3 separate regions of the Sus scrofa genome follow, and regions 1 and 3 are each linked to region 2. Evidence: chromatin contacts called from public Hi-C and HiChIP or PLAC-seq data. All regions are on one chromosome and are shown on one strand. Each heading gives the region's core, a stretch centred on a gene start, on an enhancer-like site or on the middle of the called end of the contact. The rest is flanking DNA. Distances are from core to core; before and after follow the strand shown. Region 1 holds the start of CRAT (carnitine O-acetyltransferase). Region 2 holds the start of NTMT1 (N-terminal Xaa-Pro-Lys N-methyltransferase 1). Region 3 holds the start of SH3GLB2 (endophilin-B2).

Region 1 (3,620 bases), core at 592-3,091, 420 kb before region 2:
AAGTGGGTGAGCAGAACCTAGCAAGAGACAGCCACTTGCCCGGGCTGGAAAGAGAAGACAAGAGCCAAGATTCAGGAGGGCGGCAGAGGCGATGGCTGTGGTGGCTCTGGTGGCTTCTCGGGTTCTGGCTATCGCTGGAGCCGTTGTTCCACCCTCCCTAGTTTCCAGAAGGGGAGAAATGGGGAGCAGGTGAGAAGGCTGCGGGTGTGTACCCGAGGAGGAGACATGGAAACCTTTCCTCCCTGGCTGGGCCCAGGGCCAGGGAGGCAAGCCAAGGGGTATTAAAAATCCACCTGTTAGAATCTGCATAAGCCTGTTTGATGAGGGAAAACTTGGCTGGAGGACAGAAACTGCTTGGCTGCTGAGGATACACCGTAACCCTGCATATAGTCCTGAAAACTGGGCAGGTGCAAAGGCGCAGATGCTGAGAAAGGGCAGTAAGTGGACGTTTCCCTCCACGACTCCTGGGGCCCTTCCGGGCCATCCTCCCAGCAAAGCCTGGTTCTCTTGAGCTGTGGCTCAATCAGCTGCGGGGGGCAGGCAAGGGCAGAGAACTTTGGGAGTTCTCTAAGGATCCGGCGCTGTCACTGCAGGGGCTTGGGTTAATGCTGTGTTGAGGATTCAATCACTGGTGTGGAAATTTCACATGCTGCAGGCATGCCCCCCCCCCCCCGCAAAAAAGAGAGGACTTTGGGCATTAAAAATCCATCAAGGACGCTAGTTTTGGGATTGGGCTAGATTGGAGACAACAGATCCAAGGGATTCTGGCCAAGTCTCTCCTTGCCTCAGTTTTCCTGGCAGTAAAGAGATCAGGCCACATAGCAGGTCCTGGGAGATGACCTAGAGGCTGTGGACACAGATCAGGTGGCAGGTGTAAGGGGGAGCTCTAGAAGATCCTGGAAGATCTCAAGAGCCTCTGGGCCTGGCAGAGGCCAAACATTCTTCTTGGCATAGAAGGGGACACAGACAGAGATATGCTTGGAGCAGAGAGGAAAGAGATCCGAATCAGCAGCAACACCTGCTCCAAGCTGCCCTCTGGGAAGATGGGGGGCGGGCGGAGGGATGGGGGGATGTAGCTGTAAGTCAAGTTGAGGAAGAGACTGGTGGCACGCGGGGGGGGGGGGGGAATGGGGCTGCCACCTGCCGCCCTCTGCCAGTTGGGAGGACTTTCTGAGCAGCCCAGCTTGATGCCTTCAGTGGAGTGTCTCTGACCACACACAATTCCCCAGGGGCCGTTTGATAAGCCCAGGGAAGGTGACTAACTGCAGGGAGTTGGAGAAGTGGCTCTGGCCGGGAAGAAATGGCTCAGGCTGAGCATGGGACAGGTGAGTGAGTGAGTGAGAGAATAATCTCTGAGAGACACTCCTGGTCTCTCTCGGTTCCTTGGCTACGGGTGGAGGTGCTGCCTGAGGCCAGGGCGTTATCTTTTCCGGGTCATTGAAATTTAGCGCCACAAAGTGTGGGTTCGATCCAGCCTCTGACCTTGAGCCTCAGTCTCTCCCTCTGCCAGACGGGATTAATCCACCTGCTGACCCCTTCCCAGCAGCTGCTGGCCGGACTGGACCGCGGCCGCTGGGCCGCGTCGCCTCTACGGCCTGTGTCCTCCCCTTTCCGGCGCAGCTGCGCGGGTGGCTCGGCCCGCGGCCCACCCGTCCCGTCCATGGTCCACCAGGCCGGTTTCCCCGCCGCACTCACCACGGTCCTGGCAGCGAAGGATAACATCTCGGCGGCCTGCCCAGGGACACACTGTCCGCTCCTCCCCAGGCGCTGGTCAAAGTCCGCGCCGCGGCTGTAGGTGGGTCCCCACTAGACCCTTCCGGTCCAAGATCGCCGAGTCACCACCGCCGGCGGGTAGAAGCGGCCCCGCGCCCACCCACCCCGCCGGGCGGCGGCCGGCAGGCGGCCCGCGGGAGGCGGACTCTTGGGGCGGGGCCTTCGGCGGGCGGCGAACGCCGACCTCTAGCCGCGAGCGCTGGGCGGCCCGGGAGGCGGGGCCGGGGGCGGCGCCGGGGGCGGGGCCCGGGCCCCCTGCAGGTGGGTTCACCGCTAGGCGGTGGAACCCAAGAGGCGCACAGCGGCGCCCGCCGTCCACCTTGCCCTTTCCCGCCTCCATGAGCCGTCCAAATTGTTGGAGGCAGCGGTGTGCACCCCTCTCAGTCCCTTTGGTGTCCTTGAGCGCTGCTCTCAAAGTGCTAGGAAAACACAACCATACCGACAGGAGACTGTCTTCCACTAGTCCTCGGGATTGGGTCAGAGCCACGCTCCGAGATGACAGGTGGGGACCGCCCCGCAAAAGCATGGCTGCCGCGCTCCCAGGGCCCTCCCGGCAGGCAGTTGGCGCGTCGGGCCGCGAGCCGGCCGTCGGTGCGCATGCTCCCTGGGTGCCCCGCACCAACATGGCCGCCGCCTCGGAGTGAGCGCGACCGCCGCGAGCCGGCCGTTGCTGGGCATGCTCCCTGGGTGCCCCGCACCAACATGGCGGTCGTCTTCGCTGGGGTGACTTTAATTCTCGGTTTTCGGTTCTAGCCAGCCAGTGCTCGTTTCTCTTCAGAAAGCTCGGAGCGCGTAGGGGAGCCCGGGAAGGGCAGGGAAGGTGCGGGGGTGAAAGGCGAGAGGGGACTGCAGGCATCCGGGCCGGCTCCTGGCGGGCGGAAGATGGCTGAGGGCGAGCGGCAGTCGCCGCCAGGTAGGACGGGACGGGCCGGGCCGCTGCGGGGTGGGGGCGCGGGGACGCGGGGGCGGTGCTGGGTCTGGGGGCGGGGATGGCGTGGGGGGTGGGGGGCTCTGCAGCCCGACGGTTGAGAGAGATGAGCGACGCTCTTGGGGCCCCGAGGGGGAAGGGCTGGGGGGACCTGGAGGTGGGGGGCAGGAACCCAGGGCTGCAAAAGGGGTGCTGGGAGGGGCGCAATACCAGGACTTGGGGAGCTTGAGCCGCCCGAGGGTCGGGTGGACGGTCCGGTGGCCTTTTCCACGTCTGGGCTGCGCGTGTTTGTCAGCTCTTGACCCAGTGGGGAAGCTGTCGGGGGTGGGGGCTGCTGTCTTTATTAGACCCTGGTGCTCCTTGGGCCTGGGCCTGCCCGGACCCCCTTTCCCGCCTCCCCGACTCCCTGACCACCCCTCTTTCATCTCCCCTCTCCTCCTCGGAGGCCTGGCACCGGAGATTCAGGGGCTGAGAAGTTACCAAGAAGTTACTGCCCTGGATCGTCTAAACTATTAATTTAGAAAGACTGGTTGTGCAAGGAGCTGAGTCTCTTTCTGGTCTCACCATCTGTAACTTTTATTTACACCGAGGTTTCTTTTTAATTCATCTCAAATAGCTGGGATGGAGCGGCCAGGGAAAGGATTTTCTCTCTCTGTCTCTCTCTCTCTTTTTTTTTTTGGCCGCCTGGCAGCCTATGGAGTTCCTGGGCCAGGGATCAGATCCAAGCCGCAGTTGCGGCCCAAGCCGCAGCTGTGTCAACGCGGGATCCTTAAGGCACTGTGCCAGGCTGGGGATGGAACCTACGTGCCAGCACTTCCTACACGTTTCGAGTCTGTTGCCCCACAGCAGAAGCTTGGGGAACGATTCTCCTAGAGCGGAAACTTGGGGAAATGGAAGGAAGTTTGCTGACCACTCTTGC
Region 2 (3,526 bases), core at 68-2,567:
GAGTCACGTCTGTGACCTACACCCAGCTCATGGCAATGCCTGATCCTTAACCCACTGAGCGAGGCCAGGGATTGAACCTGCATCCTCATGGATACTAGTCAGATTCATTAACCCCTGAGCCACGATGAGAACTCTGCGAGAAGCTTTTTGAGGTCAGCAGGCTGGCCAGACCCGGAAAGGCCTTGGAGTCCAGGTGTAGGGAAGGAAGTTTTCCATCAATAGGAGAAAAAGGTAGGGGCGGGTTTTAAGGCACCCCTAAAAGAGCTGGGCTCAGAGCTGCCCCCAAAAGATTATAGACACCTCCAGCAACTGAGATTATCTAAGATTTATCCACTTGCCGTAGAGACATGGAAAATGAAGCTTGGGAGCGCCCAGGCCAAGGCAACCAAGTCAAATCCAGAGTTCCCTAGAGAGGATGCCAAATAACACGGACAGATGTGGGGGACTCAAAACCAGGTTGAGGCTTTTCAGTGTACCGCACCCCCATCATCCCTTTCACTTCATTAGAGCAAGCATACTTTCAGCACCTCCTATGTGCAACACCCAGAGGAAGGCACTGTAAATCGAAGATAAAATGTCAGTTTAGGAAAAAAAGACTATGGTGAATATTGTGAATATTATGACATAGATGAATATTATGATGAAAATTATGCATCAGTTTCTATTTATTGAGACTTCACGCCAAGCACAGAGGTGAGCCCTTGACACAGGGTATCCCACAGATTTAACCCTCAGAGTCCTGGAAGGTGAGTAATTATTCCATCTATCTGGCAGAAGGGGATTAAGGCTTGAATGAGGCTTTTTCTCCCTCTTTTTACCCAGTGGAAAACCCATAGAACGTTCGGTTTTTTAAAAGTCCAGTCATGTTGTTCCCGTCATGGCTCAGTGGTTAACAAATCCGACTAGGAGCCATGAGGTTGCGGGTTCGGTCCCTGGCCTTGCTCAGTGGGTTAAGGATCCGGCGTTGCGGTGAGCTATGGTGAAGGCTGCAGACGCGGCTTGGATCCCGCTTTGCCATGGCTGTGGCATAGGCCGGAGGCTAGAGCTCCAAGTAGACCCCTAGCCTGGGAACCTCCATATGCCGCACGTGCGGCCCTAAAAAGACCCAAAAAGAAAAGACCAAAAAAAAAAAAGTCCAGCCTTGCTACCAAATGAGCTGGTGCGCAAGATGGAAGCGGGAACAGAGTGGGTGCTGCGGCTCTTTAAGGAGGCAAATCTCAAGTGAGGGCAGGATCCCACGGGGCGGGGCAAACCAATCGCGGGGCGGGCCTCTCGGAGGCCCCGCCCCAACACCCGGAAGTGACGTAAGCGGACAAAGGCGGTGCGCGCCGCGAGGTGTCGCTTCTGACCTGGGTCTGACGGAGCCGGCCGTGGGCTTCTGGGGTGCTCACCCCTGCCGCCGCCTCCTTCCCTTCCTGTTTCTCGTCCTCTTCTCCCGGGTCCCGGGAGCCCCCGCCCGGGGTGAGTAGCGCGAGGGGGAGCGGGAGCGGCGGCCGCCGGCAGAGGGGAGGCTCCCGCACCCAACTGCCTCGGCGCCCTGAGTCCCCGGCTCGCCACGTGACCCAGGCGCCAGCCGGCTGGGCCCCACGTGCGCGCTCCTAGGCGGTTCCTGGGCTCCGGGTGTGCAGTGAGGAAGGCCGAGGCCCCCCGAAGCCTGGGCAGGACACTCCCCCACGCCGGCCCCCGCCGCACCAAGCCCCTTTCCCTCCCTGAGCCTCACTTTCCCCTGTGAGAAACGGGGGGTAAGGAGGGCACTTTCCTGAAACCGAGGGGTAAGGCGAGCACCCGCTGGGAGGGTGGGCGCGAGGATTCAGTAAACTGCTCAGCTCCGAGCCGAGCACAGCTTAGTGCCCGTCACATGGGAGTTGCTATCATAGTTCACTTTGGACTCGACCCCAGTCACGGCTCAGCATAGGCGCCGCTCGAAAGACAGCCGGCCGCCAAGAGCCCTTGAAGCCAAGGTCAGCCCCTGGACAGAGAGGCTGCCATATCAGAAGGCCCAGGCTTGGCTGCCCGTCGACTGTGTGGACTCTCCGTCTGCACAATAAGGGGTAGAAACAGCTAGTGTCCGAGGTCCTGCGGGTGGGGCTGGGCAGTACTGCTCGCGTCTGGTTGTATAGAATCTGCACAGTGAGATGGAATGAGACCCTGAGGGGACCAGGGCCTTGACCGGGGTTAGAAGTCTCCTTGGTCTGATTTCCTGTGTGTGTGCCCCACCCCATTAGTGGAATGGGTTTTTTCTCTGTCAACTAGGGGAGGCGGCAGGGTTGGAGGTATGTGTAGCTGGCTTTGGTGGAGACCAGAAGCCACAGAGTCACAAAGATAGCGTCTCCCAAACCTGCAGTGTTTCTGTGCTTAGGTGGATTGGCTGAGCTGCCAAGTCCACTGGATTCACCACCCTGTGTAACAGTAACAATCCTGGAGGTTTGGCCAACTCTCTAAGGTTTAGAGGGCCTTTCGGAGTATTTTCTCCTTAGATCTTCACACATGGCAAAGAGAATTGATGAGAATCTCAATTGACAGTTTTAAGTTTGAGATTAACATGTGCCGAGCTGTGCGTGGATCCCTTTATGCTTTTTTATCTGCATTTAATCATCACAGCCTTCCTATAAAGTCTGTAATGCTATTCCCATTTTATAAATAGAGACACTGGAGTTCCCTGGCGGCTCAGTGGGTTAAGGATCTGGTGTCATTGCTGCTGTGGTGCAGTTTTCCATCCCTGGCCTGGGAACTTTTGTAAGCCACCAGTGCAGCCCCCTCCCAAAGACACTTAAGAGGTGTTGTCTTATCTCAGTTTACACAGCTGATGAGAAGCAGAGCCAAGATTCAGACCTGGTTTGTTCGATTCCATCAGAACCTTTTTTTTTTTTTTTTTTTTTGTCTTTTTAGGGCTGCACCCATGGCATATGGAAGTTAGGGGTCAAATCGGAGGCTGTAGCTGCCAGCCTACATCACAGCCAGAACAACTCGGGATCTGAGCCGCGTCTGTGACCTACACCACAGCTCACGGCAATGCCAGATCCTTATCCCACTGAGTGATGCCAGGGATCGAACCTGCATCCTCATGGACACTAGTTGGGTTCATTACTGCTGATCCACGATGGGAACTCCAGAGCCTTGTTTTTTAAACACCCCCACCTCCCTGTTTTTTTGGGGGGTCTTCCTTCCTCTCTCCCTCCCTCCTTTTTCATAGACCACCCGGCCATTCTCCTAAGTCCAACTGCTGGCCGCACAGATCCAGGGACGGGCCCTGTCCGGGAGGGTGCAGGAGGGGAGCGGTAACTCCAGGCAGGCTCCTGCCTCCTGTTGCTTCCAGGCTTTTTCGTGGAGACTGTAAACAGGGGATGGGATGAGCCCACAGAGCCTCGTCCTTGCATCCTGGGTGGCTGCCGGGCTGTCCCCTGAACACCTTGGAGGGGAGGGAGAGGTGGCCATGAAGGATGCGCAGTCTCCTCGCTGCGGAGCGCAGGTTCACCGTGAGCAGAGGGTCTCTCTCCTGCAAGCTGGCCTAGATGCACCCAGAGCC
Region 3 (3,307 bases), core at 183-2,682, 490 kb before region 2:
GATACTGTGCTTTCTAGTAAACATGGGCACACGGGCTGGGCTCTTCCAGAGAACCAACAACCAGGCCAAGGACAAACAACAGGACCTGTTCCCGGAACGCTGCGACTGCAGTCACCCTTGGAGGCAGACATGGTGTGACACCCAATTGACAGAAGGGGACACGGCGGTTCCGAGAGAAGTGACTTGCCCCAAGGTCACGTGCTGCACGGGTACAACGCTAACCACGTTACACCAAGAGTGACTTACCTTTCGTGTGCACGTCCATGCAGAGTGCCTGGGACAGGGACACCTCCATGCTGGGAGGGTAGGGGGATTGCTAAGGCCATTTTTCAGATTGAAAAACTGAGGCCCAGCGAGGTGGAGCCCCCATCACCACCTCAAAGTCACAGGAGGGGACGCCACACCCACAGCTAACTCCTGGTCTTCGCCATTACATGAAAAGCTGCCTTAGTTTCTCTCTTTGTCCCTAACAAGGTGGGTAGGACTTGTTCTAATCTCAGCATCGCAGCTTCCCCCAAGGAGGGCATGGGAGCCAAACCCTGGCCCTTTCCCCATCCCCCCAGGCCCAGGGACATAAGAGGAAGCAGGCCTCCCAGGGAGCAGAAAGGAAATAATCCCAGCCTTTCTGGCTTCCGGACTGACTAGCCAAGCGTGCAAAAGGGGCCTGAGGGAATCAGAACCACCAGCCCATTGCACAGGTGCACCAGTGAGGCTCAGAGAAGGGGTCAGGGAGGGTGCACGAGTCCTTGGGCCTGGAACTCGGGCCTCCAAACGCCTGCTGGGAATCAGAGTCACTGCTGAGCAAGGGCAGGAAGGCAAGGGCCGCCTGGTGCCCTCTGCCCTCCTCAAAAGAGCCCCCACCGGAGCCGGGGCAGACAGACACCAGGTCAGCGGATAACCCGGCCAGCCGGCCGGCCGGTCGAAATGGTGGAGGCTGACGCCTCCCCGCCAGGCAGCAGGGCCGAGGTCCGGCTCATTCCCCGGCCCCGGGCCACGCTGAGGGTGCGGCCAGTGTGGCCGGCCGCCCCGGGCTCTTTCTAGCTACTGGACAGCGCAGGAGGAGGGGCGGTGGGGGGCTAGGGCGACCCCCGCAGCGGGGAAGGGGCGGCGGCCGCGAGGGCCTTCTCCCGTGGCCCGGACTCTGCTGCTGGGGCGCCGCCGGCCGCACGGGGCCCAGGGCGCACGGCCTCACCTGCACGGCCCGGGTGAAGAAGATGCCCGCGTCCGATGCCAGCTTCTTCATGTTGAAGTCCATGGTGCTCCGCAAGGCCGGCTGCGCCCGAACCGAGCGCCGCCCGACAGCCTCCAGGCCCACTGCCGCCGCCGCCGCCGCCGCCGGCCCGCACCGCGCCCACCTGCTGCCGGTGCGCCGGCCCTACGCGCGCCAGTCCCAGCCGCCGCCACCGCCGCCACCGCCGCTGAGCCTGCCGGAGCGCGCAAGGCGGGGCGCGGGCCGCGGGGGAGGAGCCGCGCCGAGGGGCGGGGCGAGGGGCGGGGCGGGGCGGGGCGGTGGAGACCTTGCCCAAGGCTGTTCGCGGCTGCCCCCTGCAGCCCGCCGGGATTTTATCCTCTCTCGGTTCCTCGTCCTGTGCCGGCCACTCCAACCCCCGCTCCCCACCCTCCGCCCCGACCTATTTGTTCCTCTTTTTCTCCGTTAGTCCGTTCACATCCTTTTCGCCTCCTGGGTCCTCTGTCTCCCTATTGCTCGGCCTCTTTTGCCCTGGATATCTCTGTGCCCCCGGCCGTCACCTTGATCTCTCTAGCCCCCTCTCCTCTTCTGCCCTACCCTGGTGACACTAAGAACAACCGAGCCAGGGGACAGGCCGGCTGGGGACTCGTCCTCCACCGCTGGACAATGGCTGTTTGGCCCCTGGAAACTCTGTGGTTCCCCAAAGTTGGAGGAGGGCGTGGGGAAGGCGGTTAAAGGGAGGGAAAGGGGAGAGAGTCTTCATTCTGCCCAGGTGGGGGAACCCACTAACCTCCAGGCATGGATGCCTGCTGACCTTGAACCAGCCCCTCACCGCTCCAGACAGGCAAAAGGACGGCCTGCACTTCACGCCTCCCTCCCATGGGGCTTGGAAGGGGCTCGTTGCCTGTTTCCACCGCTCTTGTGGAAGGCTATCTCTAGGCTTCCTCTTCTAACCCAGGTGTGAGCCCTTTTCCTGAACTGATAAACTTTCCTCTCTGCTCTGTCCCCTGGATTCCTGGCTTTATCTCCTTGCACTTGCACCAGTTCCCCATCACCTACTGCCTGCCTGCGCAGGGTAAGCTTCAAGGCACCTGTGGGCTTATTAAAAATCCAGACCCTGGCCTTACTCCCAGCCCTGGTTCTCTCAGTGCAGTTGGGGCCTGGCAGGTGGAGTTTTGAAAAGCTTCCAGGTGACTTAAATGTGTACCCTAGGTTCAGAACTATTGATCTTCATTATTATCTACTTGGAGCCACCATCAACTTTCATATCACACACCTGCAGTTATCATCTCTAGTGGTTTGTTTTTTGGCCGTATACACTGCATGTGGGTACAAACCCTTAACCTGTTATGCCACAAGGGAACTTCCTCTATGTGTTTTTTTGTATGTGTTTCTCTGTCTTCACTATGTATTTCTATTCATCTCTCTTGATAAATTGACTTATTTACCAGTGTCAGCTTATAGCTGACTATGTGATTCCTTTAGCCAGCATCCAGCCATATCATCTTTCAACAGCCATAAATCGATATAGTAATATGCTCATTCACTTGGTATCCACATGTTAAAGAAAAAAATATTCATGATACCTGTTGGAGTTCCCGTCGTGGAGCAGCGGAAACGAATCTTACTAGGAACCATGAAATTGTAGGTTCAATCCCTGGCCTCGCTCAGTGGGTTAAGGATCCAGCGTTGCCATGAGCTGTGGTGTGTAGGTCGCAGACGAGGCTCGGATCTGGCCTTGCTGTGGCTCTGGTGTAGGCTGACACCTGTAGCTCCAATTAGACCCCTAGCCTGGGATCCTCCATGTGCCGCGAGTATGGCCCTAAAAAGACCAAAAAAAACCCAAACCAAAACAAACAAACAAACAAAAAAAAATGGTAAGGACCAAGAGAGGCTACTGCGGTGGAGGTTTTGCAATAGAGAGAGAGATTGGGCTCAACTCCAAACACAAGGACAGGTGGAGCTTCATAGCCAAGCAGAGTAGGGGTCATTGGATGGAAAATGACTAAGAAGGAACACGGAGGCTAGTGAAATTCTTGCTGAATGCCGGCCAGGTGATAAGATATTGAGGCTATCTTCCCCTGTGGCTCAATGGGTTCAGGATCCATCCTTGTGGCA

Evidence for each region. A called contact is a pair of places that touch in the nucleus more often than the background predicts. HiChIP or PLAC-seq counts read pairs in DNA pulled down with a chosen protein or histone mark.
Region 1: a contact with region 2 is called in an H3K27ac HiChIP or PLAC-seq map of alveolar macrophages. The contact joins the promoter of CRAT here to the promoter of NTMT1 in region 2. A contact is called at or near these places in 2 of 5 promoter capture datasets (fetal skeletal muscle and liver), 1 of 47 Hi-C or Micro-C datasets (liver) and 1 of 2 datasets of contacts at active chromatin or transcription factors (alveolar macrophages).
Region 3: a Hi-C map of embryonic fibroblasts shows a contact between it and region 2, with 1.9 times the contacts expected there. The contact joins the promoter of SH3GLB2 here to the promoter of NTMT1 in region 2. A contact is called at or near these places in 2 of 5 promoter capture datasets (fetal liver and skeletal muscle) and 4 of 47 Hi-C or Micro-C datasets (embryonic fibroblasts, heart right ventricle, liver and 1 more).

What each region holds. Positions count from the first base shown.
Region 1 is chr1:269,399,401-269,403,020 of Sscrofa11.1, forward strand. It overlaps CRAT (carnitine O-acetyltransferase), which reads right to left and starts at 1,842. Exons shown (of 14, transcript NM_001113047.1): 1 at 1,696-1,842. The coding sequence starts at 1,722. PTPA (serine/threonine-protein phosphatase 2A activator) reads left to right here and starts at 2,376. Exons shown (of 10, transcript XM_001926077.6): 1 at 2,376-2,686. The coding sequence starts at 2,656.
Region 2 is chr1:269,818,457-269,821,982 of Sscrofa11.1, forward strand. NTMT1 (N-terminal Xaa-Pro-Lys N-methyltransferase 1) reads left to right here and starts at 1,318. Exons shown (of 5, transcript NM_001243457.1): 1 at 1,318-1,461. It overlaps C1H9orf50, which reads right to left. Exons shown (of 13, transcript XM_021085475.1): 5 at 1,392-1,609.
Region 3 is chr1:269,330,919-269,334,225 of Sscrofa11.1, forward strand. SH3GLB2 (endophilin-B2) reads right to left here and starts at 1,433. Exons shown (of 10, transcript XM_021069904.1): 1 at 1,193-1,433. The coding sequence starts at 1,255.